Linked DNA regions of Mus musculus: region 1 is linked to region 2. A link is a contact called in public HiCAR-type data. All regions are on one chromosome and are shown on one strand. The core of a region is the stretch at or near the end of the contact, and the rest is flanking DNA. Distances in the headings are between cores, read along the strand shown. Region 1 overlaps Gm35940 (a long non-coding RNA gene). Region 2 has its middle 51 kb from the start of 1700063D05Rik.

Region 1 (7,274 bases), core at 4,484-6,983, 550 kb before region 2:
GATCAAGGCAGGAGTTTTATAGACCCACTTGTTTCTTTAGGCAGTTTTGGTTTATAAATTAGATAGGTTAGATAGAGAGAAACCATGGGAAATTTAAAATTTCTCTCCTTTCCTTCTCTTCCTTTCTCTGTTTCTGTCTGGTGTGTGTGAGTGTGTGTTTGTGTGTGTGTGTGTGTGTGTGTGTGTGTGTGTGTATGTGTTGTGTGTGTTACTTACGAAGCTCAGTCATTAGTGAACTACATCTTTTGGAGACACTAAGTTGAACAGATTGGCATTTTCCCTATCACCACCTATTGTGCCTTGTGCCATGTCAAACTCACTTGTCACTTTCATCCCTGGTGATGGCTCTCTCTGATAGCCTGGCTTGGTTGTAGAAGGTCTGCTTAGCTCACTTAGTTGCTTAATTTGCCCAATATGGCCTGAGATCCAAGGCTTTTCTATGAAAACATCTATCCCATGTTATCTTGCAAATGCCTCCTTTCTCTCCACCAGTATTGTGCTTTACAATTGGGAGTGAAGGTAGATGGAGTGTGGTTTGGCTCTCAGATACCTTCTGGATTCTTTCAGATATTCTGACTTTCGGAAGGGGGAAAGAAAGAGAAGCTCTCTCCCATGATCAGCAGCATTGCAGTCTTGTCTTTAGCCACGATTCTTGTTCTGTTCATAGATAGTCTCTTGAACATACCTGGCCAATAAAGACCTCTGCCCAGCGTAGCTTCTTTAGTTCCTGGATGCTATCTTCTGGGATTTGGCTGTATTTCTCTCCGGTTCTTAGGAGGAAGCATCATATTGCTTTCTCTGTACGTCTCTCTGGTCCTGCTGTGTCAATACCAGGGAGATGGTAGCTCTTAGACTCAACACATGTTTGTTGTGGAATGAGATCAGCTTCCCCACTGTGCTGACATCCTCAAACCAGACAAAATAATTCTCAGGTACTGAACAAGGATGTTTCTTAAGATGAGGCCAGAAATAGCTCTCTCTCTAGAAACACCAGCAAACAAATTCTTTTACTTATTCCTTTTTCTCATATTGACCAGGCTGAATGGGGCACACATTTGAGTTTAGCCAGTCCTTTGAGACATAACTCTGGGGGATACTAAACATCTCCATCCTAATTCTCTGGTGTATTTATTGGTTGCTTCTTTTGTTTGTATTTAGTCTCAAGTCTTAGCTAGCAAACAAAGCCAGTTTTGATGTTTTGTTGATGGTGATTTTGGATTGATTTTTGCTCCCTCCACCATTGGCACTGCTGAGTAAAACAGCTTTTTTTTTTAAGTTACACATAATTTGGGGGTTTCAGATTATCCAGAGAGTCTGGAGGGTCTGGCCTGTGTTTCCTTTAAAGGAATGCCATGCCAATAACCCCATTGGAGAATAAACAAACGTAGGTGTGAGCGCAGGCTGTTTTCTCCCATGTTTTCAAAGACTCATTTACATGTGGGTATATCAGTGTCACCATGTCAGAATCTGAGAAATTCTAGGGAAGCAGAAGTCACTGCTCCCAAATAAGTGATGGGGCACTTGGGAAACGGTCACTGTATAGGTCACGGGGAGCACGCATCTTTTTTGGACCTTTACAAACTTTGTGAGACCTGCTCTTTAGCAAGTTGGGTCAGTTTCCTGTCTCAGGCCCCAGACTTGCAAGGCCAAAGGATTGGGAGAGGTCATCACTGGGCCTTTAGCTCTAATATTTCTCACATATGAAAATAAGAAACTTTTCTCCCCAGTCGTGTCCTATTGTATCAAGTATATCCTTTATCCTTTCAAATGCAGGCTGAAGTGTCTTTGTAAAGAGGGGCAAAGCCAAACCCATGTGCTAGTATGGCTAGGAATGTGTGAGCAAAGGGGATGCAAGCAGGGGGGGGGGGAACATGATGAGGGTACACAGAACACTAAATCTTTGCTGTTGATGACTCATCTCTTGTGGATGAGTGACATGTGGGGGCTGCTTCTCTTTTCTTTGCCCAAATGCCTTGTGTTCCTCACTGCTGGGTGATGCGGTAGGAGCCAGCAGATCAGCTGATGTAAAAGGGAAAGGAAACTTTAGCAGCACATTTATTTCAGACCCTGGCTGACTATGAGTACAAAGATTCGAACAGTGAGTTGGCTCCCAGAGGCTGCTGGGGCTGACACGGTGCTGCGCAGAAGCTGAGGAGTACCTGCCTGTTGATGGATGGCAGTCATGGAGACGCCATGACCAATGGAGTACCTGCCTTCCTCTGATGGCTGGGGTATCTGTTACACACATGGCTGGCAGAATTTCCTTACACTTCTTAACTGTTTCTAGTTATGGATCCCAACAGTGTCACCATTTGGTGCGAGCTGGCTTCTGGCTAGAGTCTGTCCAGATCTGTTGGGGGTCGGGGTGTTGGTTGTGAGGAAGAACTCAGCAGCTCTGAGATAGAATTGTGTGGTTTTTCACCACTTACAGCACACATGACCTTGAGCACATAACATTTTCAGCTTTATATCACAAAGTAAGAAACATTATAAAAATATAAAATAAGTATTTAACAGGAGCCATTTATTAAAGTGAATAAACCCCTCTTAGGTGTCAGCAGTTGATATTAAGGCTCAGATGTAATTTTAGATGCTATTTCTAACATTTCTGATTTCCTTTTTCCCCCCCATACTCAATACCTGTTGGGGACACTACCTGGTATCTTCAAGATTTGGAGCAAGTTTTGACATTTTTGACCTTCTGTGAAATTATTTAACCTGGTTCGGAAAGCTTTTTGATTCTGTATGAAGACAATGCTACTGTTTACATCAAACAGGATGCTCTTATCAGTCTTAAGCCAACAACAAGGTCAGGCCATCTAACCTGTGAACCATGATGCACAATAAAAAGCCATATAGTTTCTTTTTCTGTTGCACCCTGACTTATAGGAGGAGGAATTTATTTTGTCTCATAAGGTATAGTCCATTATGGTGGATATTTTAAGGCAGAAAGAGCTTGAAGCATCTGGTCACATCACATCCACAATGGCAAAGTAGAGGTCCATGTATGCAGAACTCAGTTCACTTTCTCCTATTCAGTTCAGGATTCCAGCCTAGGGAATGATGCTGCCCTCAGTAGGCAAATCTCCCCACCTCCATGAATACAATCAAGGCCATCCCACACAGTCATAGCCAAAAGCTCATCTCCCAGGTATTTCTAGATTCTGTCAAGTTGGTGGTTAATGAAAACTACCATGCACCAGGTATTTTATAATGAAGGAATTTGAAATTGATTACTTTTTTTTTTAATCTGCCAAGGAACTACCTGATAGTACCAGAGAGAATGAAAGTAATGCTGGCAGGCTAACTCTCTGCCAGTCCTGTTCCATCCCAAGGGTTAGAAGCTTATACTTGCTGAAGACAGGTAAAGTAGAAAGGAGCATTTTAATAAACAGACCATCAAGACCAGCGTTACTCATCAAGGAGACATTCTCGCTCTTGCTCTCTCATAACCAACTGTATAAAGTAGCCCACTTTCTTCTTAATCATATCCAAAGGCTCAACCAACATTAATAGATCTATATGATTTATTAAGGAGATCACAGAGTTGCACTAGAAAGCACTCAACCAATCTTTTGCACCTTAAAGAGAACTTTTAGGTGTGGGCATACAGAACTGATCATCGTTGCCACAAGATCCGCTTCTTTAATTGTGCTCTGGTTATAAAGTGATTCTGAGAAATGTTATCAAAGAGTTGGGAGGAGAGACACGGAGGTCCTGAACGATGGAAAGTGACATCATAGAGGCAAAGGTCGCAGGTGCGGGACCCTGAGACTTAGACACAGAAGTGCTTGCTGTCTTACTGGTCCCTCCACATGAAGATGAAAGAATTATCCTGTCAGTAGAGTGTGATGGTCAGAAAAATGCGTTCTCTTAATTAATTAATGACACTGGCTCTGTCCGAATCAATCTGTGGGAGATGGAATGCATCTCTGAGGTGAAGCATTATGGCTTTATGTGGAAGCAGACAAGCAGGGCGAGAGATTTTAAATACTGTCCATCCCCAGCATTAAGTGCCCCAGTTCTGATGAGAATCTGGTTTTCCAGACTGTTACTTCATCCCAGGTATTTGTTCCACTTCATCAATATATAACTATAATGTAGATTATATATACACACATATATATATACACACATATATACATATATATGTGTGTGTGTGTATATACATAAATATATATTTAAAGTGTAGCATTTATTGCCTTAAAAGGCTGAGGGAGACATGGCAAATAGTAAAGTGGTTCAACGTTGATAAACCGGATTGGCATGACTATATAACCCAAGGAAGAATTTAAATCTTCTAATCTCTAAGTTTCCCCTTCCATATAATGGTGAAATTAAGGGTATAGTCAGTTTATGTACATAAAAGTCATGCCAGTGTGGCACAATTGTCTCTTTCAACACCTTAGTTGTTGCTTTGTGTGTGTGCAGAGTGTAGTGATGGAAGGCGGCTTGATGCTTCACACACTTGATCTAAGGTCCTACATGTTTATCATCTCCTAATTAGAATCCTCAAGAAGTCACTACATGCATTAAAAACAAAAAACAAAACAGAACAAAACAACTGGTTGTCCAATCATTCTCGGCTTGCTCCTACAGAACATTCAAAAAGGTCTGAAGGTTATGAGGCCATTGACAGGCAGAGCAAAGGAGAAAGGACTGTTTCAGAGCGACCGTGGTTTATCTTGATCTCCGACAGTCTGAACACAGTGTAGAAAGTGAGAGGGTCCATCTGCCTGATTGAGTTCATTAGACAGAAGCCCCATTTCCCTCATTTGGGCAAAGTTCTAGCACTGGGTCTCCAGGCTCGACCTGAACTTTAAGGCAATTAGGCTTTTGGCTGCCTGTCTTCTTGTCCGGGCTATGTTCTTATGCCAGCCCTTAGGAGGCTGCATGTTTCACTCTTCCCTGTGTCTGCAGCTATTCCAACAGTCCAGCAGCCAAATCTTGGCTGTCTATGTCAAAAGTTCTCATTGCATTCCCTTCCAGGCCCACAGGTTTTCATGCTATGGAAAGTATATAAGCCGCCTTGTTCCTGCCTTTCTCGCTCTCCTGCTTTACTGATGAATTGTAACACAGCTCCATTTCTCCCTTCTTCATGGGTTTTCTCTTCTCAGTAGGGCAGGGGAAAACTTTCTTTAAAAGCAACTCCTGGAACATCTCAATCCTTTGGTTCTGCTTGGATCAGAGTAGCCAGTCATTTCCCCATGGTCCTTGGTGGTTTGGTGGTTCTGGCACCGCTTGGGATGATGGAATCTCACTCGGAAATGCTTGCTATGAGGCGTGGCTCAAGCCACTTTCTCTTTCTTCCAGCCAACAGCAAAGCAGCCTGCATTCCTGTGACATTGCTGTGTTTGGGACAGATCCTTTGAAAAGGAAGTGTCCCAACTGGATTTATAGCCATGTTCCTTCTCCATATGTTTATCAACCAAGTTCTTGTGTCCCTCTTGCTCTGCGGGGAGTCTTGAGGCTCCTTTACATCAATGTTTTACATTCTTTCCTGTTTTTCCCCACTCACTCTGAATCCTTAGAGCCCATCCTTTCTTAAGTAGCTCTTCTGTGTCTAGAATCCTGCTTTTCACTATCCTGGCTTTCCATCCCTTCCACGAACTCTTAGCATGGTACCATGGTGCCCTGGAAGGAACATTGAGTGGGTGGCTACATAACTGTGTGACCTCGGGCATGCTACACCACTGCTTTGGGTCTTTGCCTTTTTCTTCTAAACACATGGACTGAATCAAATTATGTTTAAGGGGCCCTTCCTGCTGGGGAAGCATGCTGTGAAGTGTGGGGACTTTCAAAAGCCCTGGAATGCATTGCTCAGCGGAAAATTAGTTGAATCAGTTTGTGGTAGTCTATGATAACAATTCTGGTGACCCTGATCTTCTGACCCAATAGGCTGACTTCTTCCTTCAGTATTCTTCTTAATGCTATCTTAAGATAGACTTTGTGAGTTTCCCAGCTTCATGTGTTACCATTTCTGGCTCTTTCTTATTGATCAGTTCATCACTGGCCACTGAACACAAGTTTTGAAAGTCTTTCATAGTCTGCTTTCTCTTCAGATCTTATAAATCTTTCATTTAAACAAAGTTTTTTTTTCATTCATTCACTCATCCATTTGTTCTCCATTGTACTAGACACTGTCTACAGCTCAGGGAATTGATGCTCAAAGAAATTTAATTTTATTGTTTAAATACTGTTTAGAAAGGACAGCTTTTATCTGCATGTGTCAGTATTGTTTTTAAAACTGTCTTTCAGTTCATTGTATTGGTTTAGAGAGCAAATAAAAAATAAACAAACAAAACCCAGAACTTATTAAAAAAAAGATTTATTCAATTTGGGAGTAAGTATTTCAGGCTGGCTGCAGGTTCCCATGGAAATATTTTGATTCAAATCACTGGATCTGAATCAAACATTAGGGCTTCACTTGGAAACATGGGCCTCACTTAAATCTTCATTGTTACACCTTAAGAATGTCACTTTTTAACATTGCTATAATGACAGATGGGCTGAGTAGGTGTGTGATTCTTACAGTAAGAAAATTAAGGCAGGCACTGCTCAGGAAGATTTTTCTTTGGCTTCTTTATAGTGATTCAGTGAGAAGTAGGCATGAAAAATTACATTGAAGGTAAAACCTCAATATTATGGTCTTCTTTCTTAGTGCTCTATTGCTGTGAAAAGACAGGATGGCCATGGGCATTCATATATGCACATGTATACACACATGCACACACACACACACACACTTAACTGAAATTACAGTTCAGAGGTTTCATCCATTATCATGGTAGAAGCATGACAGCACACAGGTATTCATGGTGCTGGAAATGAAGCTATGAACTTCACGTGTGGATCCACAGGCAGCAGGAAGACAGAGCAACTAGGCCCATCTCCAGTGACACACTTCCTTCAATTAGGCCACACCTCCTAATCCTTTCAAATAGTGCCACTCCTTGATGTCTACACGTTCAAATATAAGATCTTCAAACCCGTCTCTTCAAACCACCACATCAGGCCTTTAGCTTCTTAAAACATGGGTGTAGCTGAATGTGGGGATCAGAAAATTTTAGCAGTGATGTACGGCTCTCAAGCACATAACCATCAAAATTAATTTAAAACCAACCCTATGGTGAACCTGAGGTGTTTCTTGCAGAGTTTGCCTGTACTGTATCACATGACTTCACTGCAGACTTGGTCCTAAACACACAACGTATTCACTTTGCACACAATGTCATACTTGCACAGGGTGTCACACCACCGAGCACCAGCGACGG
Region 2 (7,141 bases), core at 2,435-4,934:
GAAGACAGAGTTTTAACAACTTAAAAGCATTTCCTATCCCCCAGAGATATTTGTAGGAAGACAGTCACATCTTTGAGATGCCTTCACAGTTCTCCATATCCTTTGCCTAGCAAATGATCCTGGATGCTTCATCTTTTGCATGTGCTCATATTTTTCCTCTAAATATGGAGGAAGTTCTTTGGGGATAAGATTCATACTGAGATTTTGAGTACTTGCAAGATAAATATGGGCATATTTCACGAGGTGAATCATTTGTATGTTTCATTCCATTTAGAAATGGCTATGGAGTCAACTGTATGTGTTCAGGAATGCTTGGTTCACTGCTACACCTCCAAACCACCTCCCTAGAGAGTTCTTGTGCCTGTGCCTTGGGGATGGAATATGAGGTGCTTTGGGGATGGAATATGAGGTTGCATTTTATCGTCATTCAGAGACATACAGTTTGGATCTGAGATGCCCACTGTGAAAATATGGTCCTCCTCCAGACTGATGGTGGGAAACTTAAGAGGTGGGACCTAGCAGTAGAAAACTACTGGGGATGTACCCCTAGTGATAGCATGTAGATACACTACTAGAGATGTTCTCCAGAGGGCATTCTGGTCCACCATTCTCGTTCTCTTCACTTGCCTTGAGATAGATAGACTTTCTCTCTCCTGTGCTCTGCAGGGATATCTGTCTCATCTAGCCTAGAATCCACAGATCCAGCTGACCATGGGCAGGAATCTCTAAACCATGAACCAAAATAACCCTTTGCTCCTTTCAAATTGATTATCTCAAGCATTTTGTCATGGTAATGGGAAGTTGGCTAACATAGGACCACAACTAAACTGAGAGTTGCAAGCTAGGAGCCCTGTTTCTAATTCTATTAGCTAGCTGTGTGTCCTTGAATCCATCCCTTTAACCTCCTCTGTTCATTCTGTAAAAATGAAAATTTAGGGAAAGATTACTTCTGAAGTCTCTTTTGATTCTAAAATTGTATTGGTATTGTATTGGTATTGGTATTGTAAAGGTGTCTCACTTTATTTCATGGACTTCACAATACTCTACCCCAACAAGCATCAAACTTGGGCAAAGATGTGTATGCATTTATTGAATACCTGCTATATCTTAATTAAACTTTGCCACGATTACAGAATAAGCTCTCGATGTACAGGCTCCATGAGTTTGAGTAACTGTCAAAATTCCCACAGCTATTAATCTGAAGTTCAGAATGTCAAAGAGAAGCAAGGCATGATGGTACACATCCGTAATTCTTGTGCTTTAGATGTCGAAGAAAAATGTTGATAAGTTTGAAGCTCACCTGGGCTACAGAGAGACCTGGCCTCAAATAAAGCAAAAACAATATAAACAGCAACAAATGTCTAAAAGAATTAATTCCAAAGCCAACTCTTTATATCTAGCGTCTAAGTAGCTCAATGTAAATCTGTTTTCAATTTTTTTAACTTATAAACAAATGACTACATCAGATACATTGGCCAACAACCAATATCTACATGCACTCATAGCATTTATAATATCCTTCCTATAATTTGTATCATTAGAATTATGATATCTTACATTTAGATGAGCCATTACACTTCACCTAGAGGATCTCCTGACTCTTAAGGGGAAAGATCATTATTATGACCACCATAAAAGAGAAGCAACCAAGTCTTAAGGAAGATACATACTAGTCCCTCAACTTCTAAGGTGTTAGCGATCTCAGAATACTGATGGAAAAGCGATTTTTTTAAATTATGCAGACCCAAAGTCAAATATGAGTTTACCTTGTTGCTGTTTGAATTACCTAACTTTTTTGGGGTACTTTTATTTTCAATTGTCTTATTTTTCTAGAGACAGAAAGAACAGCCGCAACGGCAGGAAAGGGCTTTAAAGCAGCAAATGGGCCTGTGCTGTGCTGGTCATTGTGGTTCGTGGGCTTTACGGCTAAATAGGAATATTAATTGCTTTCCTCCCTTGGAAGTTCTTTCAGCCCTTTCAGATGCTAGGAAAGCCAGTCCTCAAGTTGGAAGCTTCCAGACCAGTTCCAGCCCTTTAAATCATTTGTCCAACGTGTGGTGACTTCTGCAAGTTCCTGGAGGCAACCAAGAGCGATAGTCTTTATTGTTTGGGAGTCATACCCAAGTATATGCCAATAGCACTTAAATCTTGGTAGTAACAAACAGCCACCTAACCAGACATAAATACCTCTTAATAGGTGGGAATTTGTGTCTGGTACTATAAACATAGCCAACTACCTGAGGCTGGTAAAGTCATGGACCCCAGAGAAGAACCTAGCTCCTCTGCTTTCCGAAATCAGTATAATTCCCCAATCAGTATAATTCCCCACTGCATTCTAAATACCTGTCCTTATAGGTCACAGATGAGAGCACATTTTACCCCTTCACTCCCCCATCAAAGAAGCTCCTTTCTGTAGCAGATGGAGACTATTGCACATCCCACAATTCCTCAATATGCCAATTTCCCCCTGCAGCTGTTAACATCTACAGTACAGTTTCTATACCTAAGGCTCATGGAGCATCATGGAAGAGGGAGCAAAAGGTTGTAAAAGCCAGGGGATCAGGATATCTGCTACCAAAGAGTGTCTTCTATACATGACAGGGAAGTTGAAATATTAATGATAGTTGATTTAAGCAAGACCTGAATGATGACAATACCGGTTGACATGCCAGTGTGAACCAGGGAAATCTCACAAGGCTCCACCCCTAGATAAAGAGCTATAAGTGATTGATGGCTGGTGAGAGGAAAAGAATCAGTGTTTTCCAACAATGAACCCCCTGACAGGTTATCAAATCTCAAGTGATGAGCACTAAACACATATGCATATCAGAAACACTAAATGTATGCAGCTGGCTGTGTTTACATATACACATACATATATTGGAGTTGGAGGAGGGAGAGTATAAGGTAGAAATGACACAAATAAACTCACGTATGAAGTTCTCAAAAATAGTAATAATAATAGCTTTAGAAGATCACATGGAAATGCTATTCTACCACTTATCATTAGATCATATTATGACGCCCAGGCAACCACGTAAGTGAATGAGAGATAGCTTATTCCAGAGGAGGAAAGAGTGAGCATGGCTCAGGAATAGAGATTCAGGTTGCTTCAAAACACCACATTCCAGTGTTAGGACCATTTTGACAAGTTTATATAGTAATAAAATAAAGAAAATCATGAGTCAGGACACTTTTAAGATACATTATAGGAAACATCATGTAGGTAGATTACAGCCAAGTATGGAAATCTCCATAATAGGCTACAGATGGCAACTGATAACAACACTCTTAGCATCTCCAACCTTATCAACTGTTACGAAGATTATGTAAGAGCATATAAATACGAGGGATTTCGCATTTTATCTAACATGGCGTGGGGGTTATTACACTGTGGTTGAACACCAACATCTAACTCTGAATATCTCTTTTTTAGCTCATGACCTCTTGGCACTTCCACCTATCTTCTTTAGGTAAGATTTAGGCTATAGCATTATCCAATTGATAGCTATCTCCAGTTGTGTAATAGCACACCAAAGGAGATAGTTAAGAATTGGACTCCAAAAAAAGACCTCTGAGTTATCTTCCTGGAATGGCAAGAACCAGTTCACTGTGAGTCATTCAGACAATCTTTCCCTATCCCCAAATGAGTTACTGTCATAGCTGCAAGCACCTCCACCCGTTGTCTCCACCCATAATTGTGAATCAGGGTTTCCATCCAGATAACCAGCTTATGAGAATGCAGAACCCAGGAGCCTGGCCTCATTAGCACCACATGAGAGACAGTTGGTTTCCTGATCCTAGATCTCTATCTATGTCCATTCATATTCACCAAGTTTACCTTTTGATTATAAATGAATGAAAGCTCTATACACCTCAATAAAAAAGTTAAACTTTGTTTTTGTTATGTTCCAGAATAGAATCTGGGAAAGAGTTAGAGAATAAGCATGCCATGTGTGTGTGTGTGTGTGTGTGAGAGAGAGAGAGAGAGAGAGGGGGGGGGGAGAGAGAGATTCGCTTTTAAAATACCTGGAGTTTCAACACGGGAGTGTTTATATAGTAACTTGCATTGGTTTCAGGCATGCTGGCAGCAGATCAAATCCCCAGCCAAGTGTTACAGCCGTAATTTTATTTTGATTTTAATTAGTATCAATTAAGACTAAAAAAATAGACAGTGTGGACGAACAATGTGTGGTTGGCTCTAACAAGTAAATTAGATACTTTGCAGGAAAGAGAAAGAGAAAACCAAGGGGACGCTGCTTTCTTTTCTAATCCCTTGATCCTCCCCATAGCTGCTGCTCTGGGCAACTCGAGATTCTGGGATAGTGCCTGTGTTAATTCTCAGGGATTCACATCTGTGGTGGGAAATTAAAGGTAGGAAATATGTACACCTCAGACTGCCTTCCAACATACTAATGGGCTTACATTGTCTTGCACTGAGTCCCTGAATCATGTATGAATTCCTCTTTTTCACTTCACGTCTGCAACACTCACAGTATAGGACTCACTGAGATGTTCTGTCTGCTTTTTTTTTCTTCATTCTGTCACCTAACCCCAGGTAACCTTGTGGATAAGAAACTCTGTAATGAAAGGCATCTGGCAGTGTCCTGATAAATGTTAACAGATTTTTTAAATATTTTTATTTAGATGAGTAGGTGGAGATAGATAGATAGATAAATAGATAGATAGATAGATAGATAGATAGATAGATAGATAGATAGATAGATAGATAGATAGATGATGGATAGATAGATGATAGATAGATAGATAGATAGATAGATAGATAGATAGATAGATAGATAGATAGATAGATAGATAGATAGATAAGAGAATGATAAGGTAGATGATATAAAATAAGTATCTAGCAAAATGTTACTGACATATTTGGGCTATAGTATAGTGAACTATTTACAAATAATGATATAATACTACCAATACTATGTAAGTCTATTGTTTCATACAATATAAATATAACACTCTTTATCATAAGGTTTGTGTAGAAGCCGGTTCTTAGCATGAGTTCATTCATAGATTTCTGCCAAACTCTCGTCCTCATGTCTACAGTGAGAGCACACCAGCTCCAAGCACCCATCCCTGCACAGCCCTTCTGGTGTATAAACCTGCATCCACCCTGAGCCATATGTGTGGTTATCCCTGTAGGCTGTTAAGCCTGTGCACACAGTATGACAATGATATGGAAAATAACTTACCTACAGCTTACTGCAGACAGTACTCGAGCTGCAGGTCTGAGCTGCTTGGCCACAGCATAACCCCCTGCATGCAAGCCTCCCCGTGAGCCTGGCGTGCTACCTTGTGGCCCAGAATAGCTAGTTTCTAACCACCAATGAGATTGCTTCTGAAGACGGATTTGGGGAGACTTGAGCAATATCTACATTACAGTGTAGAAGCAACTTCAAGCATATGGGGAATATTGAAATGTAGTAAAATAAACAGAAGAGGACACTGGATGGACAATTATTACTTGTGTGTCTGGGTGTGTGCATGTGTGTGCACGTGCATATGCACGTGTGTACACATGCACTTGCATGTATGACACCTATGGAAGTCGGAAGGCAACCTGTGGGACTCAGTTCTCTCTTTCCATCATGTGAGTTCTAGGGGTCAAACTCAGTTCACCAGACTCGGTAGCACGTTCCTTCTGAGCCAACGTACCAGTCCTATCATTTTTGTTTTAATATAATTTGTAACACTGTGAGTATACACAATCTAAGTTGTAAGAATGGCCACATTTAGTAACTGATGGGCAAACTTCCTAAACCTTAACAGACATGGTGGCTCTTGGGGGCCTTTGTGAGTCAACCTCGGCACATCGCTAAATCCATCTAAGCAATCTGATTCTTTTTTCTTTTTCTTCTTTTATTAACTAATTATTTTATTTATATACATCCCAAATGCTGATCCCTCATGGTACCCCCTCAAAGAAGTCTTTCCCCAATTCCCTCCCCTTTGCCTCTGAGAGAGTCTCCTCCCCCATTATCTCTCCATGCTGGGTCATCAAGCCTCTATAATAGTAAGAATGATCATAGTGAGACCTGAACCTGAAGTTCAGGGAGAGTCCAGAGACTGAAGGAGCCAGCCTATCCCTTCACAAGTTGTGCTAGGCTCATGCCTTTAACCCCAGTACTCTCGAGGCAGATCTCTGAATTCTGTGTCAATAAGGTCTACATAGAGAGTTCTGGGTCAGCCAAGGCTACATATACACTGAAGCTCTGTCTCAAAAAAATAAAATGGAAGCCAGATCTCTTATGCTCACCCAGTGCCTCCCTCACTTGAACCCTGGGCAGTTGGCTTCCCATAGGTATTGCATTCAAGCCTCCACACTTCACACACTATCAGAAGCAGTGTCCAGATCAAAGCAGAGAAGAACAGATAAACTTGGAATGAGGATGGACTATGCCACTGGCTTCTCAGACTTGGTCTCTGTAACTTTGAGCAATCGTAGTGCAAAGTCCTTGTTGCTAGGGTTTTCAGGTCGAGATCAATGGCTCCAGGCCTGGTTTACTTCAGTTTTCTCCTTATAAATTACAGTTCACATTTGCCTGTTAGAGGCCCCTGACTATGTCAGTGTATTAAACTTCGATGAAGGGAAATTCCAGGAACTTGGAATCTGATGGACAGAGATGAACAGATGTCATTACCCACATCCTCCTCACCAGAGGTTCATGAAGCCTGTGTCCCAGCCAGAGGTCAATTATAAGACCGCCTCCTTCTGTTCTGCACCAGAGAAGTATCCCCTGGCTGTTAACTTTTAACCAATGACTTCTGTTTAGAAAAAGCAAAAGAAATGACCAAAACATAGACAAAGGCATTATTAATACAAACTCACTTGTTTCTGAACTAACCATATAGTATCCATATAGAAATATATGTCCATATATCAAATATATACTATATACACTTCTATGCATGTGTACCACTGTGTAATACATATAGGCTATGCATACTGTATTCATATGTAACTTCTATCTATTCACTAGTACAGATCATCTGAAACTTATCTCTCAGCTAACCTCCTAGTGCTTACACAACTAAGTAATGCCGGAGGCACAATTAGGCTATGCAGTTTTGACTGAGTTTGAGTGCATAGCTTCTTAAACATAAAACCCACTTCTGAATCACT

What was found. HiCAR-type assays count read pairs that join an accessible place to other places.
Region 1: a contact with region 2 is called in a HiCAR-type map of fibro-adipogenic progenitors, with 4 times the contacts expected there. The contact joins two enhancer-like sites. A contact is called at or near these places in 3 of 115 datasets of contacts at active chromatin or transcription factors (astrocytes, embryonic basal ganglia and fibro-adipogenic progenitors) and 1 of 9 other capture datasets (embryonic stem cells).

The regions. Positions count from the first base shown.
Region 1 is chr9:41,807,495-41,814,768 of GRCm38.p6, reverse strand. All of the region lies in intron 1 of Gm35940 (a long non-coding RNA gene), which reads right to left. Among named protein-coding and RNA genes, the nearest start is that of Gm35940, 5.5 kb to the right of the region's middle. Within about 2 kb of position 5,733, at least 60 of the 459 cell types and tissues checked have an H3K27ac peak or open chromatin away from gene starts, as enhancers often do. A contact at or near this core is called in fibro-adipogenic progenitors, where this site is marked.
Region 2 is chr9:41,253,959-41,261,099 of GRCm38.p6, reverse strand. No RefSeq gene overlaps it. Among named protein-coding and RNA genes, the nearest start is that of 1700063D05Rik, 51 kb to the right of the region's middle. Within about 2 kb of position 3,684, at least 11 of the 459 cell types and tissues checked have an H3K27ac peak or open chromatin away from gene starts, as enhancers often do. A contact at or near this core is called in fibro-adipogenic progenitors, where this site is marked.